2 separate regions of the Zea mays genome follow, and region 1 is linked to region 2. A link is a contact called in public Hi-C data. All regions are on one chromosome and are shown on one strand. Each heading gives the region's core, a stretch centred on a gene start, on an enhancer-like site or on the middle of the called end of the contact. The rest is flanking DNA. Distances are from core to core; before and after follow the strand shown.

Evidence for each region. A called contact is a pair of places that touch in the nucleus more often than the background predicts.
Region 1: a Hi-C map of leaf shows a contact between it and region 2, with 9 times the contacts expected there. The contact joins the promoter of LOC100285080 here to the promoter of LOC100276220 in region 2. A contact is called at or near these places in 11 of 25 Hi-C or Micro-C datasets (bundle sheath, ear, endosperm and 5 more) and 2 of 3 datasets of contacts at active chromatin or transcription factors (leaf and seedling).

The regions. Positions count from the first base shown.
Region 1 is chr1:206,008,570-206,014,390 of Zm-B73-REFERENCE-NAM-5.0, reverse strand. It overlaps LOC100285080, which reads left to right and starts at 2,477. Exons shown (of 2, transcript NM_001157975.2): 1 at 2,477-3,015; 2 at 3,116-3,377. The coding sequence starts at 2,743. The coding sequence ends at 3,220. LOC103643167 (probable inactive histone-lysine N-methyltransferase SUVR2) reads left to right here. Exons shown (of 9, transcript XM_008666326.4): 4 at 1-367; 5 at 649-914; 6 at 1,033-1,099; 7 at 1,183-1,233; 8 at 1,320-1,413; 9 at 1,489-1,843. The coding sequence ends at 1,523.
Region 2 is chr1:205,871,752-205,878,028 of Zm-B73-REFERENCE-NAM-5.0, reverse strand. LOC100276220 reads left to right here and starts at 3,057. Exons shown (of 11, transcript NM_001150061.1): 1 at 3,057-3,334; 2 at 3,438-3,527; 3 at 3,788-3,883; 4 at 3,978-4,053; 5 at 4,156-4,236; 6 at 4,379-4,464; 7 at 4,536-4,628; 8 at 4,924-5,058; 9 at 5,294-5,399; 10 at 5,960-6,159; 11 at 6,262-6,277. The coding sequence starts at 3,269.

The sequences.
Region 1 (5,821 bases), core at 1,228-3,727, 140 kb before region 2:
TGTTAACATCTCGATTTCTCGAATTTGTGATGAAGATTGTTGTGCTGATTGTTCTGGCAACTGTTTATCAGCGCCAGTTCCATGTTCTTGTGCAAGAATAACAGGGGGCGAGTTCTCCTATACACTTGAGGGCCTGCTTAAGACAGCATTCCTTGATGAATGTACCTCAGTGAATCATTTCCTACAAGAGCACCATAGGTTCTACTGTCCAGTTTGCCCTCTTGAAAGATCTAAGAACGAAGGCTCACCTGGTCCATGTAAAGGTCATATTGTCAGAAAATTCATTAAAGAATGCTGGAGTAAATGTGGATGTGGCATGCAGTGTGGAAACCGTGTGATTCAGCGTGGTATAACATGCAAATTACAGGTATGTAAGGGATTTGCAATGGAATGCTCCTTTCTAAATGTTTGTCACCAATAGCTTATTAATGTGCAATATTTGCTGGTTCTGGTTTTATTGAAATGATGGCCATTGCTTGAAATGCTTCCATTTATGTGCTGCTATATATGCTTATCATGTGTATTGCTTAGTTCTTTCCAAACAAAAAATCACTGTCTCTTTGCTCCTTTCTTGAATTTTATCTAGTTAATGGTTCTTGTTTGTTCCCGCAACTTTCCTTTATGATGTCGCATTATTACATGGTATAGGTGTTCTTTACACGTGAGGGTAAAGGCTGGGGAGTACGCACAGTGGAAGATCTCCCAAGAGGTGCCTTTGTCTGTGAATATGTTGGAGAGATACTAACAAGTGCTGAATTGCATGAAAGAGCAATTGAGAATGCAAGAAATGGTAAGCATATGCATCAAGTGCTCCTGGACGCTGGTTGGGGTTCAGGTGTAGTATTGAGGGATGAGGACGCTTGTAGCCTTGATGGTTCATTTTATGGGAATGTCGGGCGGTTTATCAACCACCGGTATGTAGGTTACTTGCTCGTTTTTTTTTGCTGTAAATATCTTGCCATAATTTGTGTATTACAGTCTTTTGTCTGCTACTCCGCTATGTTTTTGGTAACGAACATATGCTATGACTAGATGCTACAATGCAAATTTAGTTCAGATCCCTGTAGAAGTTGAGACGCCCGATCATCATTATCACCATGTAAGTGATCTGCTGACCTTAATGGGTTAGTGAAAAGAGCAAGTGCACTACATGCTAATTGTTTACTATTTGATGTTGCACAGCTGGCATTTTTCACGAACAAGAAAGTGGAGGCATTTGAAGAGTTAACTTGGGTAAGTGTCATTTTTTTTGGGCCCTCTGTTGGCATACATGTAGGGTGCTGATTTGACAAGATAAATGTTTGAAACTGTGATTCCAGGATTATGGCATCGATTTTGATGACATGGAAGGGCCCAGTAAACCGTTCAGATGCATGTGTGGAAGTAGATACTGCCGCGATCCGAACAATCCAAGTATGTTGCCATTTTCAGTGCTTCCTTTGGATGTGAACGGAGAACCATGTATGTATGATGGTTTGTTTCTGGCAGGGAGGATGGGTAGAGCAGCTGCTAAGCGAAAGTAGGCAGGGAGCGCGGACTTGGTTGGAGTTGAGCACACCAACTTTTGCTGTGGGGGGGTCTGGTTTCGTGTTTGATGTGGAGTAATGCAGTACCATCACCTCAGCTAGTATTAAGTGTAGATAGGTGTGGATGATTTTGGTGAATGGTGTTATGGACGGAAATGCTGCAGGCTGAGCGACCTAGTAACCTATGCCATGTAGTGGCATCTAAATTAGCCTGGGATTGTGTATGCGTAAAAAGAACGCCTAAGACTTAACCATGTTATTATGTCAGCTTGGTACATGGTGATAAAAAGAATCTGACCATTTCATGTCAGCCACAATTCTTGGGACGGTCGGAGAGTGAACTAGTATGTCGCTGGTGCGTTGCAGGCCTGTTTGGTTGTATGCATATTGTCTAAAATTAGTTGCTCAAATTGTTGTCACATCTTAGCACGCGTAAGTGAATCTTCCTTTATTTTTAAAATTCACTGACGAGTGAGACCAACACGGCAGGAGAAACCTTACCACAATTATAGCTATAAATCAAACGTATATCTAAGCTGTTAAATCTAACTAATCTTAGGCTATGTTTTGCTTCTCGTAGATATTGAAAATCTAATTTTGAAAATACATTATGGAGCCAAGAAACAAAATCCCATAATCAAGTACATGCTGTATTTTATGGGATAGCAGATTCTATCTGCAGGAAACTAAACACGGGCTTAGAAATAGTAGCAAACTGTGGCAAGTTATGGATGTATCTAAACACGCCCGGCCATGTCATGTTGGGTTGTATGATTGTGCTGAAGCCGAGTGAGTAGTGGCCTTGGCCCTTGGGGCCGCCACTTGGGTGTGTTATGCCAGCCTGACACGTGCTGAGGTAGGATCTGACGTGTCAGCAGGACAGAGGCCGTTGGTTGCTGCCCAGAAACTCCTCATCTGCTGGAGTCGTTGGTTGCTGAGAGCGAGACCACCAGACATTTCGAATTGGAGACCGATTTGTTGGCGGAAGAAAGGGCAGGCAGGCACGCAGCCAACGAGTTGAGTGGCTTCCTCCCCACCACAAGGCTCCCCCCACCCCGCTCTATCTCTATCTCTTCTCCCGTCCTCCCTTAGCTCGGAGTCGGACACCCACCCGCCACGACCACCAGACCACTCGCTTCCCCGAAGCTTCAGCTCCGCGCTTCTCTGTTCGAGCTAGCCAGCCTCCAGCAAGAGCGAGCGAGCGAGGGCAACGGGCATGGCGGCGGCTGTGTCCTTCTCCCGGGTGCGAGCTCTCCCGACGTGGTCCAGCTCCGTGTCCGGCGACGACCACCACCGCTCCTACTCCGCGGCGCTGGCCATGTCGGTGTCGGTGCGGCCCCGGTGTCGCGCGCGGTCGCCGGCGCGGATGATGGGCAACGTGAACGCCGGCAAGGGGCTGTTCGCGCCGCTCGTGGTGGTGGCGCGCAACATCATCGGCCGCAAGCGCTTCAACCAGCTCAGGGGGAAGGCAATCGCGCTGCACTCGCAGGTCGGTCGCTCTCTCTCTCTCTCTCTCTCTTGGGTGGCTTCCTGCTCTCATCCATTTATCGTCATCTCATCTCCCCCCCCCCCTCTTCGACTTCGATCAGGTCATCACCGAGTTCTGCAAGACCATCGGCGCCGACTCCAAGCAGCGGCAGGGCCTCATCCGCCTCGCCAAGAAGAACGGAGAGAAGCTCGGATTCCTTGCCTGAGACGACCATGTTCTACGCACATATATAAGTATATAATCTATAAGTACTACATCATCAAGTAGTGGCGGACAATGATAATTATATTGATACCTTCTTCCTTGCTCCGATCGAGTCCTCTATCAAGTGGTAGCTAGTACATGTCATGTGATGATTCTTCAATCCAGCTTCCGATGCTCGGCTGTCCATCAGCTAGCTGCATGCTTGTTTTGCTTCGTTCCTGCAGAGATTCCTATTGCGTGTGGGGCATTGCATTCTTACCAATTGGGATGCTGCACCATGCATCTTACTAAGCTGATTAATTCACTAGGCACTAGGCAACAATATTCAGAACCACCGTATGATGATGCATCCTTCCTGCCAATAATGCATACTATAGTACTACACATGTCTATTGATACAAACCTTAGGAGGATTAATTTCATTGATCAGTTATATATGGCACCAACTCCCACTTTTTTTTCTTCTTCGGTTAGGAGCATCTCTCCCCTGCCGCTGACCATCGCCTCCTTAGCCTCGGATGTTTACAAAATAGATTACGAGTATGACGTCGCATCTTATAAGAAGAATGATGCACATAAATCTTATAAGAAGTCCTATAAGACAATGTTAAAACAATCACGTTAACAAATACTAGTCGGGTATCCGTGTGTTGCGACGGCTTACAACAATACCCATGTAAATTATCCACCAAAAAGATCTCAAATTTTTTTATTTGTTGCCTTCACTTTTCGCATAATATTTTTTGACGAACGCACGAGTATCATAGTCAACAAATCAGATACCTCCATCCCCCGCCTCCCCCACTTCCAAGGTTTCGTAGAGCAGAAGGGGAAGGGAAGAGGTAGGCATACCTGTTCATTGCCGGAGAAGGACACGACGAAGACCTGGATATCTGGAGGCGACATACCACTAGAAATATAGGGAGAGAGCACGCAAGCGGAGAAAGAAGCGCAGCCAGAGCAGCTCCAAACCAAGAGGTACCGCACCAGGCGTCAGTCCGAGAAGGGCGAGTGTCTTCCCAGCCCTGGACCCGCCGAAGCGACACAACACCGCCACCAACTCCGTAGTATATGCCGACTGCTGCCACGCTACAGGCCTTAGTTGTCCAATATCTCAGAACTGGACTCCTCATCGCTAAGATAACCTAAGCGTGACAGGCGCCACCATATCCTCCTCGATGACATGCACGGAGAAAGGTCAGGAGCATGACCGACTCGCCCTGGACCCGCGTCGACGAGCGTTAGTCGGCTCGCGGCTTCGACCGTCACTACCGTCACTACCGGAATCGACCGTCACACTTGACAAAGAGAGCTCGGCGAACAGTACATCGACAAAGGCTTCTTTGCCGAGTACTTTTTCTCGGGCACTCGGCACAGACTTTACCGAGTGTCAGACGGTACTCGGCAAAGAAAAGCGGCCGTCACGGCGCCGGGTGACGGAGATGACGTCGTTGTCGAGTGTTCTAGGTGACACTCGGCAAAGAAGTTACCTTTGCCGAGTGTCTTCTAATACACTCGGCACAGAAGTTACTTCTTTGCTGAGTGCCTACCAGCCAGCACTCGACAAAGAATCCATCAGCGGGTCCCTTTTGTCAGGTTCTTTACCGAGTGATCTGTATGGCACTCGGCAAAGCGTGCCTCTTTGTCGAGTGCCAGGGCAACCACACTCGGCAAAGAAGCTATACCGGTGCCTAGGTCTTGGTTCTTTACCGAGTGCTATAGTCCTGACACTCGGTAAAGCCCTTCTTTGCTGAGTGTAACACTCGGCAAAGTGACCAGTACACACCTTTTTTATTTGTTTTTTCTATTTCATCCAAACAAACAAAAGATACATCACATATATTATCACATATATCACATATATACATCACAGATATCATCATAGACATAAATATCCAACACAAACATTAATATACAAGTTCTCAACACAAACATAAGTATCAACACAAGTTCAGAAGTATCAACACATAAGTCTCAAGCTTTGATATAAGTATTCAACACAAGTTCTGAAGTCTAAACACTAAAAACAGAACTCTCATCGAGGTGGGCGGTTGGACTGGTGCTGCAATGGGCTGGGTGGTTCATGAGGGTTGTTGGATGCCGCCCCAGATTGGCCCTGCACGGAGAAGAGATTGCATGTGTTATACCAGATGCATTACCAACATCTAACTATAATTTTGATACTCACAGGAGTATAGAACAAAGTAGGGTCAATTGTGTTAAGGCCCATAAAGCCCATATATTCTTATCTGCCTATATATATGCTACAGTACCCGAGAGGGCTATTATCTCGCCTAATCAAGGTTAGTGACATGGTAACAGAGCAGGTCACGATTAGGGTTTCTTAGATTTTTTAGCCACTATCGTCTCCTCCCTGCCGCCGTCACGGTCTTCCTTCGCCGCCGTCGCGTCTTCCTCCGCCGCCGTTGCGGCCCTCCCTCCACCTTCCTCCCGCCTGCGGGCTCATCTGCGCCGCCCCTATCCACATCAGCCATCGCGGATCCCGACCGCCGTCGCGTAGATCCGGCCGCCTCCCGTCTGGTGTCGCGGATCCCGTCGCTGCGGGCTCATCTGCGCTGCTCTCGTCCAGATCCGCGGCCAT
Region 2 (6,277 bases), core at 1,808-4,307:
TTGAGTTTGATTTGCAAAAACAAACCAAGTGGTGGCAAAGGATGATCCATATATGCCAAAATTGAATAAAACTCAAATTTATTTTATTTGAAGTGATTTTGCACTTGTTCTAGTTGCTTTATGTTGTGTTGGCATAAATCACCAAAAAGGGGGAGATTGAAAGGGAAATGTGCTCTTGGGCCATTTCTAAGTATTTTGGTGATTGAGTGCCAACTCAAGTGCTTAAATGTGAAAATATGCCCATGGATGAACAAAGTGCAAATCACAAGTTAAGGTATGTTTCTAAGCCTTAGTACATTGGTTTTGTGTACTAATATTCTTGTCTAAGTGTTAGAAACAGGAAGAAGAAGAGGAGTGGAGGGCTGCTTCGGGCTGGGGCACCGGACTGTCCGGTGTGCACCGGACAGTGTCCGGTGCGCCAGACCAGCGCGGAGCAAACCAGCCGCTCTCGGGTTTTTCTCCGGCGACTTCGGCTAAAATTCATCGGACTGTCCGGTGTGCACCGGACTGTCCGGTGAGCCAACGGTCGGCCGGGCCAACGGTCGGCCGCGCGATCGGCGCGCGACACGTGGCCGAGCCAACGGTCGGAATGGGGCACCGGACTGTCCGGTGTGCACCGGACATGTCCGGTGCGCCAACGGCGCCCGGATCTGCAACAGACAGCAACGGCCGGGTGCGCTGTTTATGGAAATAAATCGGGCACCGGACAGTGTCCGGTGTGCACCGGACTGTCCGGTGCGCCCGACGACAGAAGGCAAGGATAGCCTTCCAGATGTGTTCTCAACGGCTCGTAGCTGCCTTGGGGCTATAAAAGGGACCCCTAGGCGCATGGAGGAGAACACCAAGCATTCCTACAACCTTTCTAAGCACCAAGACATTGATCTAGCGCATTCGATTCATTGTGATAGCATATAGAGCTCTTGTGGAGTTGTGTACTCTTTGAGTTGTGTTGCGAGCTCTTATTGCTGCTTGTGTGCGTGTTGCTCTGATCTTTTGAAGTCTTGTGTGCGTTGCTCATTCCCTCCCTTGCTCCGTGATTCTCTGTGAACATCTTTTGTAAGGGCGAGAGGCTCCAAGCTGTGGAGATTCCTCGCAAACGGGATTGAGAAAAGAAAAGCAAGAACACCGTGGTATTCAAGTTGATCATTGGATCACTTGAGAGGAGTTGAGTGCAACTCTCGTCCGTTGGGACGCCACAACGTGGAGTAGGCAAGTTTTGTACTTGGCCGAACCACGGGATAACCACCGTGTCATCTCTGTGATTGAATTCTTGTGGTTATTGTGTTTTTGACTCCTCTCTAGCCACTTGGCATAAACTGTGCTAACGCTTAATCAAAGTTTTGTGGCTATAAGTTTAAGCTTTTACAGGATCACCTATTCACCCCCCCTCTAGGTGCTCTCAGGCCCGCCTGGATGTCCGGTGGCGCACCGGACATGAACTGTAGAGTGTCCGGTGCGTCTGCTCGCGCGTGCCTGACTTCTGCGCGCTCTGGCGCTGTCACACTGTACACCGGACATGTCCGGTGAATTATAGCGGACTAGCCGTTGCGAATTCCCGAAGCTGGCGAGTTCAGAGTCGCGTCCCCTTGGAGCACCGGACACTGTCTGGTGTACACCGGACAGTCCGGTGAATTATAGCGCGGTGGCTCTGAGCTTTTCCGAAGGTGAGGAGTTCAGCGCGTGGAGAACCCTGGTGCACCGAACATGTCCGGTGGTGCACCGGACAGTCCGGTGCGCCAGACCAGGGTGCCTTCGGTTGTCCCTTGCTCCTTTTGTTGAACCCTTTACTTGGTCTTTTTATTGGCTTATTGTGAACCTTTGGTACCTGTATAACTTATAGACTTGGGCAAACTAGTTAGTCCAATTATTTGTGTTGGGCAATTCAACCACCAAAATCAATTTAGGAATATAGGTGTAAGCCTAATTCCCTTTCAGTAATGGCAAAGCTAGGTAATTTTACTCTAACTTTATGAGAAGGTCTATAATTCTAAAATATGAAGTACCTCTCTTGCTACTTCAAGAAAATATGAAGTTGCCCCCCGATTTCAAGTTTTTTGGTGAATCTGAGTTCGCTTCAAGAAAAGCGTGAAGTTGCCCCTGGCTTCAAGTTTTTTGGTGAATCTGAGTTCATAAAGTGGAGGATATTTGGCTAACTATTTTTAAAGCTAAACTGAAGTTAGGACATGAAGCAGTACTAAACATGCTCTTAGTGTGAGATTCAAAAGTCTGAAACATGTGTCTTACCCATGGCTTCTAGGTTTGCTTCTCCACCTCATCTCTTAGCTATTCATCTTATAGACTATCTGTTACTCTAAAACAAACAGGGAACTTATTCCAACCTCAAAGTATATGCAAAGCATGGTATAGAATTGGAAGTTAGGTAGATCCTCCATATAGAAAAGAATATAATTCTTTTTTAAGGTACCAAATACATCAAATTTGATTAAATTTATACAAAAATAGATTTTTTTATAGAAACTAAGTATTATTAAATTAATTATAAAGACTATTTTTATAATAAAACAATTTAGTGACATAAGGATACTATTTACCATAAATTTAATAAAACCCAAACTATTTTGATAGATATCTCTATCTCTACTATTATAAAACATCTTTCCATCGTCACCGTGCATCACACGCGAAACGCGTAGATCTGTTTTTTTTCTCTCGCATTCTAGAGTCCTGCATTGCCCGCCGCAAGAAACTTCCAATACATGTTTCTATTGACCTAAAATAGAACATATATCTTCGGTCAGTCTGGGATGTGGGATGCATTAGTGAATTTGGACTAACACCAGTCACTCTTTTGTGCTCGTAGGTCCGTTTGCCTGCCTATTTTTTATCAGATTGTAAATAAAAACACCCACACAATAAATAACCTTTGTCAATTTTTTTCATAAATTTATTCCTTTATGTTTAAGAACTAATTATTTAATAGAATTATAGAAATATATTATCAAATAATTTATGCCTCGTCGCAAGCGCACGAGCAATTTTTGATAACATGTGAATATATGTGTTGCCGGAGGAGTACAACAACGCCGGCCTCTTTCAACATACTTGGCTGGGCCTTCCCCAGCGGCGAGGGCGTGGCCCGTTGTACAAGTATAACAACAATTGGCCCAGCGTAGCATGCCCGTGGTGGTGGCGTCATCGTGTCTCCTCGATCCCCTCTCGTTCCTCCCTCGTCGCCTCATCAATTCAAGATCCAATCTTTGCTGCTGCCACTCGGCGATCCGATCGTTCTCGAGCAAGGTCGGTGGCCATGGCACGCTGCCGCCATCACCTCCTCCTCCTTTCCGTCTTACTTGCCTTGGCTGCTGCTGCTGCGGTAAGATCTTACTTTCTTCTTCATTTTTTCCTCTTTCCCTTCCGATGTGTCTTCACCTGCCCCTGACGGTGATGCTCATCTCTTGTGTCGTGTCCCATCTTAGCGGCAGGCGCAGAGTCATGGAAAAGCCTCCGCCGTCTTCATCGATGCCTCGTCGCACCGCTACCTTCGGGACCAGCAAGCCGACCACCAGGTACCGTACCAAAATTCCCCATTCAAGCTCTCTTTAGGAGGAAAAGAGGAACCAACGAATCTGCTTAGATCTGTTTTGCCATTGAGCGTCATGCTTGAATTATTCCCTTGAAACGACCATTGGATATGTAGCTAGTTTAGTTACTGCTTATAAGCACTAGTTACCATTGGGTATTTTAGTCTGACATACACCACTACAGACCTCCCCTTCTGTGATCGCATACTTTGCTGGCTAATATACATATAATCGTGTTACTGCAGGACGCTTCAATGTCGTTAAATGAAGTTTCTGCGGTTGTTTCTGTCTTGCTTGGTTTCGCACCGTCAACATCCCTACCAGCTATTTCTTCTTCGAAGGTTATTTAAACTTCATCCTGCTGGAACCAGCTAACCTCTACATGCCCCCCCCCCCTCTGCCAGAATGTCTCAGCCTTTGTTTTTCGATTTTCAGTTGAACAAAGTTCTTCTTCCTAATCCATTTGATAGACCGCGTGCTGTTTTCCTCGTGCAAATTGATGGGTTCAATGGTATGCCAGTTGTTATGGAATGCTTTGTATCATTATTTGCGAATTTCTGTGCATTGTGAACTAGCAACTAAATTTCCCCTCCTGCTTGTGTGTTGGTCTCAGTTCCTAGCTTCGTATCTGAAGGCAGCAACATTTTCAAGACCAGGATTGAAGGTGCAAACATCGCTGATACAGGGCTTACAGGTTTAACTGTCTATCTTGCAGCTTCTTATAGTGGATCTGTACATCTCTCTCTCGCTCTACTTCTGAACCTGGATGCCCCACTTCTTGGGTTCTTATCTTGTTGTTATTGATATATTCTTTTTATCCATTATTTACTTTACAGATAAGGATGACTTAATTGTCATTCATTCAGATGAATCTCTAGATCTCTCTCGATCAGATTATCTTGATAATGAACTTTCCAGCTTGGTAAGCAAGACAAATGCAGTTTGATGTATAACATTTCTATTTACAAATTGTAAGCCGATATTTTTTTTCAGGCAAACTGGTTGGAGGGATCTTATCAGAAGTCTACCGGCAAACTAGTCATTCCCTTGGAGAATGGAAACAGTCTTACTTTGCAACTTGATAAGGTTAGCACTCCATCTATTGCACACAAAAATGCTTCCTACCTACCTCGCTGAACCCACATAACTGAATATGTTTCCTCAGGCATAATTCACACAGGTGCACAGCTTAGCAACCCCGTAGATGTTTGTCCCCCCTCTTGATTGCATTTTTTTGTCACAGCCACTCCATAATTTATTATCACGAAATAAAATGTTGCAGTATGTATACGTGTAACTAAATATCTCACTGCATTTTATCCGTGCTTGTGTATTTTTTACGTCTCAAGTCCCGGCTCCATTGCAATGCATTCATTTGCAGGAAGCAGACAAGGAATTCATGTCCAGCTTGGCTTCCCTTCTTAAGACTATTGAAAGGGCGATCCAGGTTCATGAAGATTTCTCAGGTGTCGTGAACCCTGCAGAGTTATTAGAATGTCACTTCACAGGGTTGAAGGTAATTGTACAACAAAATAGTTACTTTGTAATTTGAAACTGCGTGACAGATTTCTATTAAATGAGTACCAAAGGCTAATCTGAAGCCTTGGCACTGTCCACGTTTACTCCCACCCCTGATCTAATTCCATATGTCCTTGATGTACCAATAACATGTAAATTTGTATATTAATATGATTTCTTTATGTTAGTACCTTAGTATTGATATGTACTCACCAATTTGATGGTTTTTGTAGGCTCTGGAGAATGAATATGGTTCTGGTGAAATTGTTAAGCAGGGAACAGAAATAGTTCAGAGAGCTGTCACCAAATCATTCCAGTCCCTACATGAAGCATACAAAGGTAGTTTACCAATTCCACTGAATATGACATGAAACATGAGTTTTTCCTCTCTTGTGAGTAGGGGTGGTAGTGGTAATGGGCTCTAAATTTGACACTATAAAATTTAAGGATTGGGATCTATTTCTATTCATTTTTTAACTAAAATTAATTAAGGGCGTAAACGAATTGTGAAGAAACATTTGGATCGTGATCCATTACCACCCCTACTTATGAGTGCCCTGTAGTGAACTCTTCCATGCTACGCACTATAGGTCTTTTTTTTGCAACTGTAGGTTCTGTTTTGTTCTCTATTCTGATGAATGAATTAAGAACTCTAGCATTCAATAATTTTAAAATTTCTGTTGTTTCATACATATATTGTATCTTGTTTGGAATTGTACAGAGAAGGGTATTGGTCCCTCCTACAGAGAATCTGTCTATAGTGAAGTTGGACTAAACTTACACTCACTTGTTTCAAACACTGCATCTACCTTTTGCAAATTAATGCACCTTTTATACCTTTAATATAAGATACTATATACACTGACGAAAATCTGTTTTTGACTGTGACAACTAATTAGGGAAAATTGTTGGGCTGGTAATATCCACAAATGAGGCTCCATCATCCTTAGGATCCATAATTGACGCACCATCTTCACTGCACATTTCAAGACGGCTAGAAGAAGCAAGCAAGACTACAGACATAGCCTCTGTCGTACTTGTTCGAAAGAGCTTGGCATGGATTACAGGGATCATCCTGCTTGTTTCAACTCTCATAGGGGTGAGGACAACTCACATATCCTCCTGCATTAAACTTGAGATGCGTTTCTACAGTTGTTTAACTCACATACCCAAATTCTAAACTGTTGTGCTATCTGTGCAGGTTTGCTTGCTTATGA